Linked DNA regions of Oryctolagus cuniculus: region 1 is linked to region 2. A link is a contact called in public Micro-C data. All regions are on one chromosome and are shown on one strand. Each heading gives the region's core, a stretch centred on a gene start, on an enhancer-like site or on the middle of the called end of the contact. The rest is flanking DNA. Distances are from core to core; before and after follow the strand shown. Region 1 holds the start of NFIL3 (nuclear factor, interleukin 3 regulated). Region 2 overlaps AUH (AU RNA binding methylglutaconyl-CoA hydratase).

Region 1 (6,781 bases), core at 2,158-4,657, 140 kb before region 2:
CTGCCCGGTTTGGGCTGCCAGTTCTGAAGCTGGCCTTTCAGTTCTGCACCCTTTCCTTTCCACGGACTCTGCTGAGCTCCTCCTTCAGTGTCCAATGGGGTAGGCCCTCGGTCTTCTTTTACTTACTGATTTTACTTATTTGAAATGTAGACAAACAAACAGCAATCTCTCATGCCCTGACTCACTCCCCAAATGCCCTTGAGTGCCAGGCTTGGGCCAGGCCAAAGCTGGGAACTCAGTTCAAGTCTCCCACATGGGTGGCAGGGACCCAGCTACATCAGCCATCACCATTGCCCCCCAGGGTGCGCCTGAGCAGGAAGCTGCAAACCTCAGCAGACCCGGGACTCAGACCTGGGCACCGTCATGGGAAACAGGTATCCACAGAAGAGACTTAACTGCCGGGCCAAACGCTAGCCCTGAGTCTCATGTTTTAATGAACTACACACCAACGCTGAAAATCAGGATTTTCACCAATAGAACAATTCAGATGTTCACTTCCTTTTTTGCAAAACTGGAGGTGAGGGCCCCTAGAACTGTATTCCAGCCTTGCCACATTGGACAAATGCCGTGAGGGGTGGCATCTATTATCGCTCTCTGTGCTACAGTCCCTATGCAGCTAAACTCCTGAGCTTGCATTAGGTATCCCAGTTTACAGCTGCCACTGCCTAGCAAGGCCCAGAGTACAAACCTCTGGATATATACGGCCTCTGCAATCATAGGGCTCTGGCCACAGGCTTAGTCACGTTTGCTTCACCAGAAAGTGTGTTGGCAGGGTAATAAAACAGAGCTGAATGCAGTTGGTTTTCTTGTGCTGGGTGTTCTGGCTGCCTCCACCCCACCCCCAGCACTGAGAGGGACAGGCACGGAGAATAGAAACGCGTTGACCTCACACCTCATAGAGAACCTTCCTCCTCCGCGCCTCCCCCCACCCTCCTCCTGAACCTCTGATCTTGGTCGCAGCCCTACCTGACCACACACTCACATGGCTGCTTTCCTTGAAGCCTCCCCATCCTGGTTCACTTGTTTCAAAGCCTTTAGGTTTTATGCTCCATTTACTCAGTTTGATCTGCAAACAGTCGCCTGCCCCGTGGGTTTTCCAGGATACACTCTTAGTATCGATCCGACACAACAGCACTGTGGTCCTGGGGACAGATGCGTCCTCATCTTGTTCAGCGGTCTCCCAATCACCAGGGGGAGCTAAAGAGTTATTTTCTAAGCTGGTAACACAGTTCTGCATGACCCTTCCTCAGAATCTCAAGTCAGCGGGTAACAGAAAAGGAACCGCACATTTGATAACGGGGGCAATCCAAAATACTCCAAGGAGCTGGGCGAGCAGCAGGTACCAGAATTCAGGATGAAGACCAAGTGTCCAGGTTCGGAGACTTCTTCCACCACCACTGCCTGGAGGGGTTGCAGGCACACTACCTGCCTATCTTGAAGATCAAACTGCCCCCTCTCAAGACAGTAGCCGCTTTGGAGCCCCAGGAAAGCATCCAAAAGGCAGAACGTGGAGAACCTGTGGGGGCCGGGCAGCTGTGCATTCTTAGGAACCCGCTGCATTTCTGACCTTGAAAAGGCAACTGTTTTGTCGACAGGCCCTTGATTGCATCTACGAGAGGTTTTGTTTTTTTTTTTTTTTCTTCAGAGCTATAAATAGCCCTGGCTTAGGGAAAAAAAGGAAACTACCAGTAAACACGAGAAAAGTGGAAATTCTAAACCCACATCAGGGTTGGTTTTCATCAAGATAGCCCACTCTCTGCGATCACCGTGTCGCTGAGCGGCTGTCCCTGACAGCACCCAAGGAGCTGTGTCGGGAAGACGTCAAATCATGTATGGCACAGCCCCAGCTCCCGGGTTGCGGCTGGGGACGCCGAGCTCGGAACCGCAGCGCGGTGCGGCGACGACAGGGCAAACGTCCAAGCGACGGGGGCCACAGGCATTGGAAACGTCACGCCAGGTGCCCACGAGGTGTGCGGTGTTAGCGCGCCGGACGGCCCGGGCTTTCGGCCGCCGGTCTGCACGCCCCTCTGTGTCTCCAAACGCAGGGGAAGAAAACGGAGCCGCGGGACGCTCAGCCCAGCCTGCACGCAGCCCGAGCGACAGGGGCGGGCCGCCCCACCCGCCACATGCCCTGTTTGGACGAGCGTGCGCGCCATAGCCAGGAACATGGCTCCCTCGGCCCAGGCCGGCACGCCCCTCCACCCGAGACCCCGACACGCGCACGGGGCTGTGCTTGCTGCGCACCTCCCCAACCTCACACGCAATGATTTCACAACTCGCGGCTGGGAGCGCTCCCCCGCATTTATTTACGTCTCCCCAGGGAAACCCCAGAATTTGAGGGAGAAGGCGACCGCATCCGACTAGGGGCAGAAATGACACCAAAGGGCTACCGGCCCCTGATCGCCAGAAGCGACCCTGCGCGGTCGGCTCAAGCTCCAGCGCCCAACGCCAATGGGCGTCCCAGTGCGGCCAGTTCCCCCCGGAGAAAGCCGCGGCCGCCTCTCCGCGTGGCCCGGGGACTGAGGGGGGCCCCCACGACCCTCGTCCCCCAGTTGCGTGACGCAACAACTTCACAGCAGACCTCATCGTGCAAGGGGAGGTGTTGGCGCGTGCAGCGTAGCCTGCGTGCCCGGGGCCGTCTCCAGGACGCGCGGGGTATTTGAGTCTCTGCTTCTCCCGGAGCAGCTCTGCCCCGCCGCCGCCCCAACCCCTTCCCCGCCGCGGCACCCCCGAGGGCCCGCAGCTTCCCGGCCGCCACCCGCCGCCTTTCCGGCCTCCCGCCAGCTCCACCGCGCAAGGGTCGCTCCTCTCCGCAGTGTTGCGGGAAGGCAAGGCCGAGGTCGCTGCCACGCCTCGCCCGGTGCTCGGTCGGCAACAGGTAGCCCGGCCGGCGCCGCCGCCGCCGCCGCTGGGGGAGACAAAAAGCGCATCTGCGAGCAACGAGGGTCGCGGGGAGCCCGGAGCCACCACGGCAAGGCCAGGCCCGGGGGTCCCGGGCTCCTCCTCCCCAGGCTCCTCCGCGCCGCGCTGGCTGCGCCGGCCGTTGCGCAACCCGGAGCGGGGCGCAGGGCGCAGGGCGCGGGTCCTGGCGGACGCCGGCTCGGGCGGCGGCGGTGTCCGAGGCCGGGGAGGGACGCGCACTGGTGGCGGCGCCGCGGCGGAGTGCAGAGGGGGCGGGGCCGCGGAGAGCCCGCCCCCCCGGCCCGCCCCTGCCGGCCGCGGCCATTGGCGGCGGGCCGGGGGCGGGTGCGGGCGCGGCGATTGGGGCTGCGGCCGCCCGTCACGGCGGGGCTGGCGGGCGGCGACGTAGCGCGGCGCTCGGAACTGACCTACTAACACACATCTCTCGGCGCGGCCACGGCGCCCGCGGACCCGGCGCGCCCGCCCGCCTCCCGCGCCGCGCCCTCTCCGCCGCCGCCCGCCGCCCGCCGCGGCCCCGGAGGCCCGGCCCGGAGCCGCGAGCCCCGGCGCCGCCAGCCCGGCTCCCGATCTCCCCTTTCTTTCTCCTCGCCGCCCCGGTGCGCCGGCCCGGGAGCAGGAACACGGTAAGCGCTCCGCCCACCGCCGGCCGGGGGGCCCCGCGCCCGCTCCCCGCCCGCTCCCGGGGCGCGCGGCCGGGCTGGCGCGGGGCGTGGGGGTGCGGGCCGAAGGGTGCGCGGGGCTCGCCGGCGGCGGCGAGCGTGCGCGGGCCGCTCGTTACATAAACTTTTGCTGCCTCGGTCGGGATGGGACTCCCGCCCGAAGGTGGCTGCTTTGATTGCAGCGCGCTGGCGCCGCCGGCACGTAGTCCTGCCTGGGGTGCGCTCTCTGCCGCGGTTGCATAACGTCTCCCGATTTCGGGAAAATTGCTGTTTTGGTGGGGAAGCGGCGCCGGGGTGGTTGCGCCCCCCCCCCCCCCGCCCTGCGAGCGGGAAGGTGCGCCCTGGTCTCCGGCGCCTGGCCCCTCCGCGGGGCCGGGGGCGGAGAGGACAGGGCTGAGGAACGGGGAGCAGTCTGGCTCTGCGTGTTGGGGACGCGCGCTGGGAGCGCGAGCGGTGACGGCATCCGGAGAATGCCTGTGTCAGGCGCTGTGTGTGCCCAGACGTCTCCCAGCCCGTGTGTCGTCAGCGTGTTTTACAAGCCCTCGGGAAGGTTGTGGGATTTGTCCTCGCGTGCGTTGCGTAATCTGCCCACGGCGCAGCGCCGGCAGGGTGGTGGGGAGCTGCGCGCGTGTGCGTGTGCCGCGGTGTGGTCGCGGTCGCGCGGCGCTGAGCCCCGGGGCGCTGTTTACATCCACGCGAGGTGTCCCCCACGGCCCTGCGGAACGTCGGAGGCAGCTGGGGCTTGGATTCGGGGCTCGGGGTCCCCCCCCCCCGAGAGATTCCGAGCCGTTGTTTTGAAATCTGGGGCGAATGCATTGTGACGTCTGCCTCCCCCTACCCACCCCCCTGATCCAAAGAAATGCGCTGCCTCTTAGTAGCCCCCGTTCGCCCGGGGTCGCCGCGGCTGTTTCCGACGCGACAAGACAGCGCACATAATAGTTTCCTGGAAATGTTGCATTATGTAACTGCCGGATTTGCTGGCATCGAGCGTAGAAAGAGGGAGCTAATTACGCGATTTTATAATCTCGCTACAAAGAAACTAGGGCAATCTCAGCCTGGAAAAATGTCACTGTAACAGTTCTTTTTTTTTTTTTTTTTTCCCTCAAGGATATTTTCAACAGGAAAGTCGACAGCCCTATAAGCGCCGAGTCTGCGCAGCAGGCGGCCGAATGCGTGTCTTTTTTGCCCTAAATGAAATGTGCGTTCTTCTAAATTTAGCGCCATCGCGTTTGAACAATTGCGGCCTCGCGGAGCTATTCCTGGTGTTTTCTCCGGGGCTGCGTGCACATCCAAGTTCAAGGCCGCCTGCTGTAGTTTCACGGCGCACGCCCTCGGAGACCTTTGATAAGGCTGTATTTTTAGGAAGGCATTTCGCTGCGCCTCCCTCTAGCTGGAGGACACTTGGGGAGCCGCCGGCCCCCGGCCCCGGCGTTCGTAAATACCACCAGCTAAGGAGGTCAGAAGTGTGTGTTTCCCGTCGTGTGCTCGCCCCCCCGGCCGGATGTGATTTATGGGGAACAGATATAGGTTAGTGGATTGTGTTTCTGTCCGGATACCCTAGTTTCACTTGGGCGCTGAGCACGCAGAGCGCCCTGGAGTCCCCACCTAGTGCCATTGCGAGTGCCTCTATGCATGTGCCAGTGTGTCCATGAGCAGGTTTACACACACGCACACCCACTGAACATTTAAATAATTAAAGCGCGTGGTTATTTGTAAGGGGTAGTGGGGCCTTATTATAGCGATTCGCAGCCGGAACACGTTACGTTGTCCCAATCACAACTGCGGTGGCTCTCGGAGAAGCTGGCGGCTCGCTTTAGTCCTCTCGCCCACCCCCCACGCCCACCTCCCCACGCCCACCCCCCAGCCTCCAGCCCGGGTGAGAGCCCTGGCCTCTAGGGGCCGCGTGGCGCCACCTTCCGACCGCGTCCTCGCGTGGCGCGTCCCGGCGCCCCTCCCTCCGCCCCGCGGGGGTCTTCGGGCAGCCGAGGCTACCGACGCCGGCCCCGCGGGGCTCCCCTGGTGCGGGTGAGCGGGCGGGGACGGCGGCTCGAGACCGGGAAGCGTCTCTGGGCGGCGGCCGAACGGGGACCGCTCGGTGGCCGGCGCGCCTCCCCGCCCCCTCCCCACATTCCTTTGTTCTGGCGCGGGGGGTCCTCACGGCGCCGAGGCCCCGCTGCGCCGCCCACCCGGCGGGAGGCGGGTCTCGGGGAGGCGCGGCGTGCCGGTGTGCTCGCGGGTAGCCCAGGCCGCGGGCGCGGGGGCGCGGAGGGGCCGCCCGGGCGTCTCGGCGACGCGCTTCCCGGGGGGCAGACGCGCAGGCCTGATGCACGCGTGTGGCACGGCGAGGTTCCGAGACCCGCGCACACCTTTGTTCCCCAAGGTCCTCGGTGCGTTTCAGGGCCAGCACGTCCCCATTCCTGGAGCCGAGAGGACCCTAGGGAACACGCAGAGACCGCAGAGGGTGGGGGGTGGGGTGCTCCGGGATTTGTGGGGCTGGAAGGGCAGCCTCGGTTTGGCAGTGGCCACTGGAGCTGAATGGGGGGGGGGGGGGAGGTGGACATGGTGGTTCCTTTTTTTTTTTTTTAAACCTTCTGTTTCTATGGGCAAAGGATAGTTCAGAATAAAACCAAATCGGAACACCCATGGAGACGCTCCTGTAACAACTGCAGTGGAGTACTTTGGTGCCAGGGGTAACAGCGCATGGCTGGCAAGTGGCTCTCCGTGGAGGACCGGCTGAGGCTGGGCCCACACCCTTGGGACCTTGGCCGAGACCCTCTCCCAGAGACCTCAGGAAGGTTGGGGGAAATGCACTTAAAAGATAAGTTTGTTGAACTTTAAAATCCACGCGTAGTAGTCACCTGCGTTCTCTGCCTAAATTGCTGGGCAGTATTTTAGCAGTAAGGATTGGTGTTGGAATTAAGCCTGCGGAAATCATTTCTTGAGGTTTTTTGTTTTGTTTTGTTTTGTTTTGTTTTTTTCCTACTGATGACTTTTTTCAGAAAACTGTTTGCCCTGGTGTTCCGGGTTGATGGCTGTTTGAAGGGAAGGCAGAGCCTTGGACCTCCCAGCTCAATGGGTTACTGACTTGGGGACTGTGTGCAGGGGCAAGAGCTTAGCACTCCCCTATAGCTTCTGTCCACCGAGTTCTCCCACCCGCACCACACCCTGTGGGCTGAGATGAGCAGCAACTGGGGAGTCCC
Region 2 (6,523 bases), core at 3,652-6,151:
ACGGTTTTCCCTCAAAAATATGTGTATGCTTTCTGTGAAGGATAACATCTGATTTATCATGTCTTAGTAATAGCCTCTGATGTAAGATTCAAAGCCTTGGAGTATGAATAAGACATGAGTAAGTTTTTACTGAAATTTAAAATGTTGCATTTTTCACTGGACATGTTTAATCATTATCTTCATTTTAATTACATAAGGGGCTAAACTGAGAAATGTGCTTATAAAGGTATAAATCTACTTAAATCTCTTTCTTCTACTCCATATTATGATTTAGAGATTCTTGGGTAATGAATACAGAAGAACTGGCATAAATTCATACCCCTTTTAAGCATTTCTTTTGATTTAGCAGTGTCTGATTCTTATTTACAGAAAATTATAGACAAGAGTGATTCCTTGTACTTTAATGCTTTATCATGATTTTATTAAAATCTTAGCTCTTTTAGATATTTCAGCTGTGTTTTGCTTTATGTGAAATGAAGCATAGCTTATTCTGAAAATACTTAAATTTAATACCACAGTGACTATTAAAATACAATTTGAAAGATTGTACACTTATTAAATTTCCTTTGCTATTGCTTACATGATTACTTGGCTTTTATTTTAGATATATTTTATTAAGAATTGCTTAATAAAGAACATTTTCAAGGTATGCAGAATTGTTTGTCATTGTGCCAAACTGATCTGAAATGTTTATTTATGCTCACATGACTTGCTTGTTTCAGGGTCAAGGAGATTTTTTAAAATATATAATTATTGTAGTCGATTTAGATGCAACCCAGCATGAATTTTACTTTTTTATTTTCCTAATTTGATGTAATGAGCAGAAATTGGAGTGCTGAATTATGGTGTGTGCAACATTGATTGATAGAACATGCTAGTTAATTGTCTTTGTTTTCCATGCAGTGACTTACAGATCTCAATTTTAGTTTTCTTTATCCTCTTGCCAAGAGTGATGGAAAATGAAAACAAGTCTGCAGGAGCCAATTATTTTCTCTTATGTGTTGTTAACATCTCTTTCCTATTGAGTCATCATTCTGTGCATAGTTAAACTTCATGGTTTACAATTTATGCTTCTCTCCTTTCCTTTTTTGGAATTTTATTGACTTTGTTAACTTTCCCTGGATGTTAATATCATTGTGAGTTCTGACAGTTTTTGTGAAAATTATATCATGTAAGCAGGAGCACTGGGTGTAATAGCTAAGCTTTGTTACTGACTCCAAAATAGTACTCTAGAATTTGACAAGACTTAAAAAAAGGGATTCACTCTTTTGGGGCTTTTCTGTGTTTGCTGTGTTCCGTAGGGAGCGTCTGAGCATGTCCTTTGTAAGCACTGAAAACTCTTCAGGACCCTCCCTCCTTTTTTCTCTTATACGCAGTAATTATTCCCAATATTTCAATTTCATATACACATAAATACATACATATAAATTTGGACTTTTTCTGGACTTTTATGTGAATATATTTTTAGATAGAAAGATACCCATCTTTGTTAAGATTGTAAGATTTTATTTTTGCGTTTGACTGAGATACCATATGCATCTTTTACACTTACCTTCTTTTCTTTTTTGTTTCCCTAACATTCTGCCTATGGTTGGCTTTTACTTCATGATCCAGGTAGAGTTTCTTTCTTCCTAGTTGAATGTAGTTCTTTACATGTACTGGTATGTTTGGTGTTAGGTCTATCGTTACGATTTTCTGTGGCCTTTGATTTTGGTAATTTGACAGTTGAAAATCATCTTAAGTATGTTTGGTACTTTTCCGGCTTGTTCCATGTATGGGTTTATTCCAAAAATGTGAAAGCGTTGTGTGACTATTTTTGTATCATTCAAGATAATGACTAATCCCAGCTCCCCAGGCGGTGCCTGTTAGCTTTTTTATACTTTCCTGTTGTTTTTCGTCAATTATTGTGGTGTGAGAGCAGGACACCTCAGGGCCCCCCAGCGTTGGGGTGCTTCTCACCACCAGCAAGCAGGCAGGCAGCTCTGCAGTGAGCACCGCACCCCCAAGTCTGATTCGGTTCTGACACTGGCTACTTGGAGGTGGTGTCCGATCCCATAGGGATCTCAGGGGCTCCGTCCCCAAGACTGCTCTCCCCACTTTAGATTCAGATCATGAGCTGATCACTGGCCTGTGCTTCTGACTTACCTTCTCTAAGTTGGAGTTCCCATCGTCTCCTCTTTCAGTTACTTTGCTAGCGTGACGGACAGGACTCTGGAAAGCTTGTTTCGTGGTTTATTATAAGGGGTATTTTAGGGGACAGAAGTAAACAGTCAGATGCAGAGGCCCGTAAGTCATGGTGCAGAGGGTCCCCAGTGCAGGAGCTCTGTCTGTCTGGAACTGGAGTGCACCACCCTCCCTGCGCATGGATGCATTCTTGTTCACTTCCTGGAAGTCCCCATGTGGTCCCCTACCCACAAGCTCTCTGAACCCCTCAGGTTTTTATGGAGGCTTCTTTACATAGTCATGACTCATTAACCCATTAGCCTCTGATGATCAACTTTCAGCCTTGGCTCTTCTCCTTGGAAGTTGAGGATGGGGCTGAAAGCCCCAACCTTCTAAACTTGGGACCAGCTGCCATCCTGAAGCTACCTAGGGGCTGCAGTCATCTCATTAGCAAAACAGTCACTTAGGTAAGTCCAGTGATTTTGGGATCTGTATCTCTGGAATTAAGAAGGCAGATCAGATACATCTTTTACAGTATCACAGTAGTGAACTTGAGTCGCTGTTTCTTAGGAAACTTCGTTATCATTACTGAGTTGCACTGATAATGCAGCCTTTCTGATAAGGTTGCTGGCGGGAGTGTGTGGAGACCTGCGCCAGCAGCCCCTCACCTGCACATTTCCCGCAGGCAGGCTTTATGTGAGTGGGATTTTGACAGGCAGTAGATGCCCCAGGGTTGATCCTTCCTTCTTTCATAGTCATGCACTGCCACAGTATGGGTTTGGGGGCCCAGAGAAAGCTCAAGTCAGAGCTCCCTTGCAATCAGCCAGCTGGTGCCATGTGGTTTCCAGGATTCCCTGGTCAGACCCAGCAAACTGGTGTTGCTCGTGGAGCACAGAACCAGCCTCCTATCCACTTCCCTCAGAGTCTAGCCTCTCCCTGTGCTCCGATGCCTTTCACAGGTACTCAGGGGAAGGATGGAAGGAGGATCACCATCCTGAGGCCTTCCTCAGGCCTCCAGTCTAGGATGGCAAATCAGTGATGGGCAGTCATGGTCAAGAGTCAGACCCTGGGGCTTGCTACACTGCCTGTACCACAGATTGTAGTGGTGCCAGGCAACCAAGACAACTCTTGCCTCAGTGTCCTGTAAGAAGATGAAATCCTTGTAGTCATTGTAACTCTGGTCTCGTAAGGCTGATAGGGGTTCCCATGGTATCGGTTAGGTTTTTCTGACGTGGCCATCAGTGTAAGCATTCCATAAGTCCTTGCTAGGTGTATGGATCCTCGTTAGAAACATTATGCTCCTTTTCTCGGTTTCACAGTGGTCACTGTAGCAGAGATCTGACCTGGGGTTTGACATTTGAACTCCCCACAGCTATGTTCTACTGCTTCTCTGAAAGCCATCAGCATGGTGCCTGGTGTGTGTTTGAAGCAGGGACTGACTGGAGTTAGGACTTTGCTAATTCATTGAAACAGAAAGTGGCAGTATGAGCACAGTGTACCAGCTCAGCATTGATGAACCCAGACTACACTAGTCTCTGATGTGTTGGCTTGGATATTGTCAGTAATGTGTCACTCAGAGTGTGCTCATGTGGAGTTGTGTTATTGACCCTCAGTTATATTAAAGAAGACATTCTTTTCAATCACTGGGTTGCTTTTGAAAAAATTGTAAGCATTCTCTTCTGGTTGACTAGGGGAGTCACTATCTGTTTTGCTGAATTTTTCCAAATGTAGGTTTATAAGCTTTAGATGGAACTGAAGAGACTTTGTTGAGCTAATCATTGAGTATGGTACACAGCATGCAGTCAGGGTGTCCTTGGGTTCATGTGGCTCAGTCTTACCCTAGAGCACTAACAGTCCAGAAGTAGAACAAAGGGCACTTTTACTCATGTCCCTTTGGTTTCAGTGAAAGAAGAGATTACTTATTTTATCATACCGCTAGAGCATTTTTTTTGTTTTATTTTCTAGTAAAAAGTAACTTTTTCTTTATGGTGAGAATCAGTACAACTTGAAAATACTGTTATGGGCATTGTGAAAACACCTGTGGGAGGGAGTGCCAGCCTTCAGTGTTTGTTCTTGATCTGCTGGTACCCTCAGGAAGGACCACTGCTGTCCACTTTGTAGTTGTTCATCGCAACAACTTGTAGAGTTTCTGCACTTTGCTTGGCTTTTAACCTGGTGGTAGAAATGCAGTTGGCTTGCGGATGCTTGCTCTGTTTGAGGCCTGTGCTGCCCGAGACTTCTCCCTGAGGCTGCGTCTCCGTCTGCGGGCTCCTCGCCTTCCCTTTGCTGTGCTGTTGGCATCAGGCTGGCTCCTTTTGCAAAGGCCGGACTTTGTTCAGGGCTCTGTTTTGTTTTGTTTCGATGATTCCTTTAGAACTCAGTGATAGGGGTGGGAGGAAGTACTTTAAGCAGGAGGTAAAATTAGCTGAATTTAGAGATAGGTAGGGATTTATTGCAGTTTTTGGCAGACTTTGGTTTTCCTTCTAATCTTGAAAAATCTTGGTGTTCAGACTCCTAGCATTCTCTGTGGGGCATTTTAATTGAAATGTTTCATTTCTCTTTTGCATAGAACACTGTTCTAGTAAAACTGAGTTTAAAAGTCAGATAACGGACACTGGCATTCTCCCGTGATCATTGACTTGTTCCTATTTTCCCAGAAGCTTACAGAGAGCCTACATTATGTGCTGTAATCCCCTGGAGAGCTGACAGCAGGTACTGTGATTTCCCCACACACAGGGTCCTGTCTCTGGCTTGTTGCCCCCGGCCGTGGTGTCCGGAAGGCTGTGAAGTACACTAGAGGCCTTCTTCAGAGCTGCTGTCTTTCCCTCTTAAAATAGAAAAACTGTTCAATTGTTTGCTTTAATTATATTTTTAGGAGCATTTCAAAGGATTATTATCTTCTTTGTCATACCTGGCTCATTTCCTGGTACAAAACTCAAAATAGCATCTGATCCCGTTGGTTGCATAACATTGAGTCATAATTTCTTCCTATTGCCGTTGGGAGTAGCCACTGCTCCTTGGATTTTCACTTCCCGTCTCATTCATTTGTGCTCTTATGTAACTGCCATTTTAGTATTTCTTCATGTCCTTGGAGCTGATGATCTGCCTTTGTAAAGGTGTGTCTTATGGGGTGCTCTCTGAAAGTGCTCCCAGATAGAAGGAGTGCAAAATGTAAAAACAAGTAGTATAGACTTTGAGATGATGCATATTTTCTTGGAAAATAAAAAAAAGAGACTGAGACACATATCTTTTAGGGAAAAACTAGGAGTATGTATTCTCTGAGTATTTATAATGGTGTAAAACTATATATTAATTACTTAATATAATATATACTTATTTAAGTATAGTGTAAAACTATACTTAATTATGTAGTGAAGAACAAGAAGGCTACTTAATTCTTTTTTTTTTTTTTTTTTTTTTGACAGGCAGAGTGGACAGTGAGAGAGAGAGAGAGAGAGAGAAAGGTCTTCCTTTGCCGTTGGTTCACCCTCCAATGGCCGCCGCTGCAGCCGGCGCACCGCGCTGATCCTGGCAGGAGCCAGGAGCCAGGTGCTTTTCCTGGTCTCCCATGGGGTGCAGGGCCCAAGCACCTGGGCCATCCTCCACTGCACTCCCTGGCCACAGCAGAGGGCTGGCCTGGAAGAGGGGCAACCGGGACAGAATCCGGCGCCCCAACCGGGACTAGAACCCGGTGTGCCGGCGCCGCAAGGTGGAGGATTAGCCTATTGAGCCACGGCGCCGGCTTGCTACTTAATTCTTTAGTAGGAAAAATTTATAGATAGCTTTCTACAATCCCAATTTATGCTAATTAATGTTTGAAAGTACTCAGTAGTTTAGCTATTATTTTTGTAGGAGGACTCCAAATTTATTTTCATTTTGTATTATATATTTGTTATTTGTTTATTTGAAAGTCACAGGGAGACAGAGAGGGATCTTCCATCTACTATCTCCCCAAATGCTTGCAATAACCAGGGCTGGGCCAGGCCAAGCTAAGAGCTTGGAGCTCAGTCTGGGTCTCCCGTGTGGGTGGCAGGGAGCCAACTACTTGAGCCATCACCTGCTGCCTCTCAGCGTGTGCATGCGCAGGAAGCAGGCATGGAGCAGAGAGCTGGGATGGAAGCCCAGGCACTGTGATATGGGATGTGGGTGTCCGAAGCTGTGTGTTCACCCCTGCGTCAAATGCTTGTCCTGTTAATGTATTTCTTACAGTGTTAAAGACTTTTGCTGTCTTGAGAAACTTAATTTCTCATATTATAAACTGTCAAATTTAAAAAGAATTTCCATTCCAAAAGTATAAAACTATGAGGAGAGTGTTATATCCTCTAACTTCAGAATTAACGTTATGTCCCATTGACCTATA

What was found. Hi-C and Micro-C count contacts between places; a contact is called where the count stands out from the background.
Region 1: a contact with region 2 is called in a Micro-C map of ear pinna, with 4 times the contacts expected there. The contact joins the promoter of NFIL3 here to the enhancer-like site in region 2. A contact is called at or near these places in 2 of 6 Hi-C or Micro-C datasets (ear pinna and skin fibroblasts).

Annotation. Positions count from the first base shown.
Region 1 is chr1:139,817,063-139,823,843 of mOryCun1.1, reverse strand. It overlaps NFIL3 (nuclear factor, interleukin 3 regulated), which reads left to right and starts at 3,407. Exons shown (of 2, transcript XM_051847329.2): 1 at 3,407-3,545.
Region 2 is chr1:139,683,524-139,690,046 of mOryCun1.1, reverse strand. The region is part of intron 4 of AUH (AU RNA binding methylglutaconyl-CoA hydratase); the gene reads left to right. Among named protein-coding and RNA genes, the nearest start is that of AUH, 68 kb to the left of the region's middle. Within about 2 kb of position 4,901, at least 2 of the 8 cell types and tissues checked have an H3K27ac peak or open chromatin away from gene starts, as enhancers often do. A contact at or near this core is called in ear pinna, where this site is marked.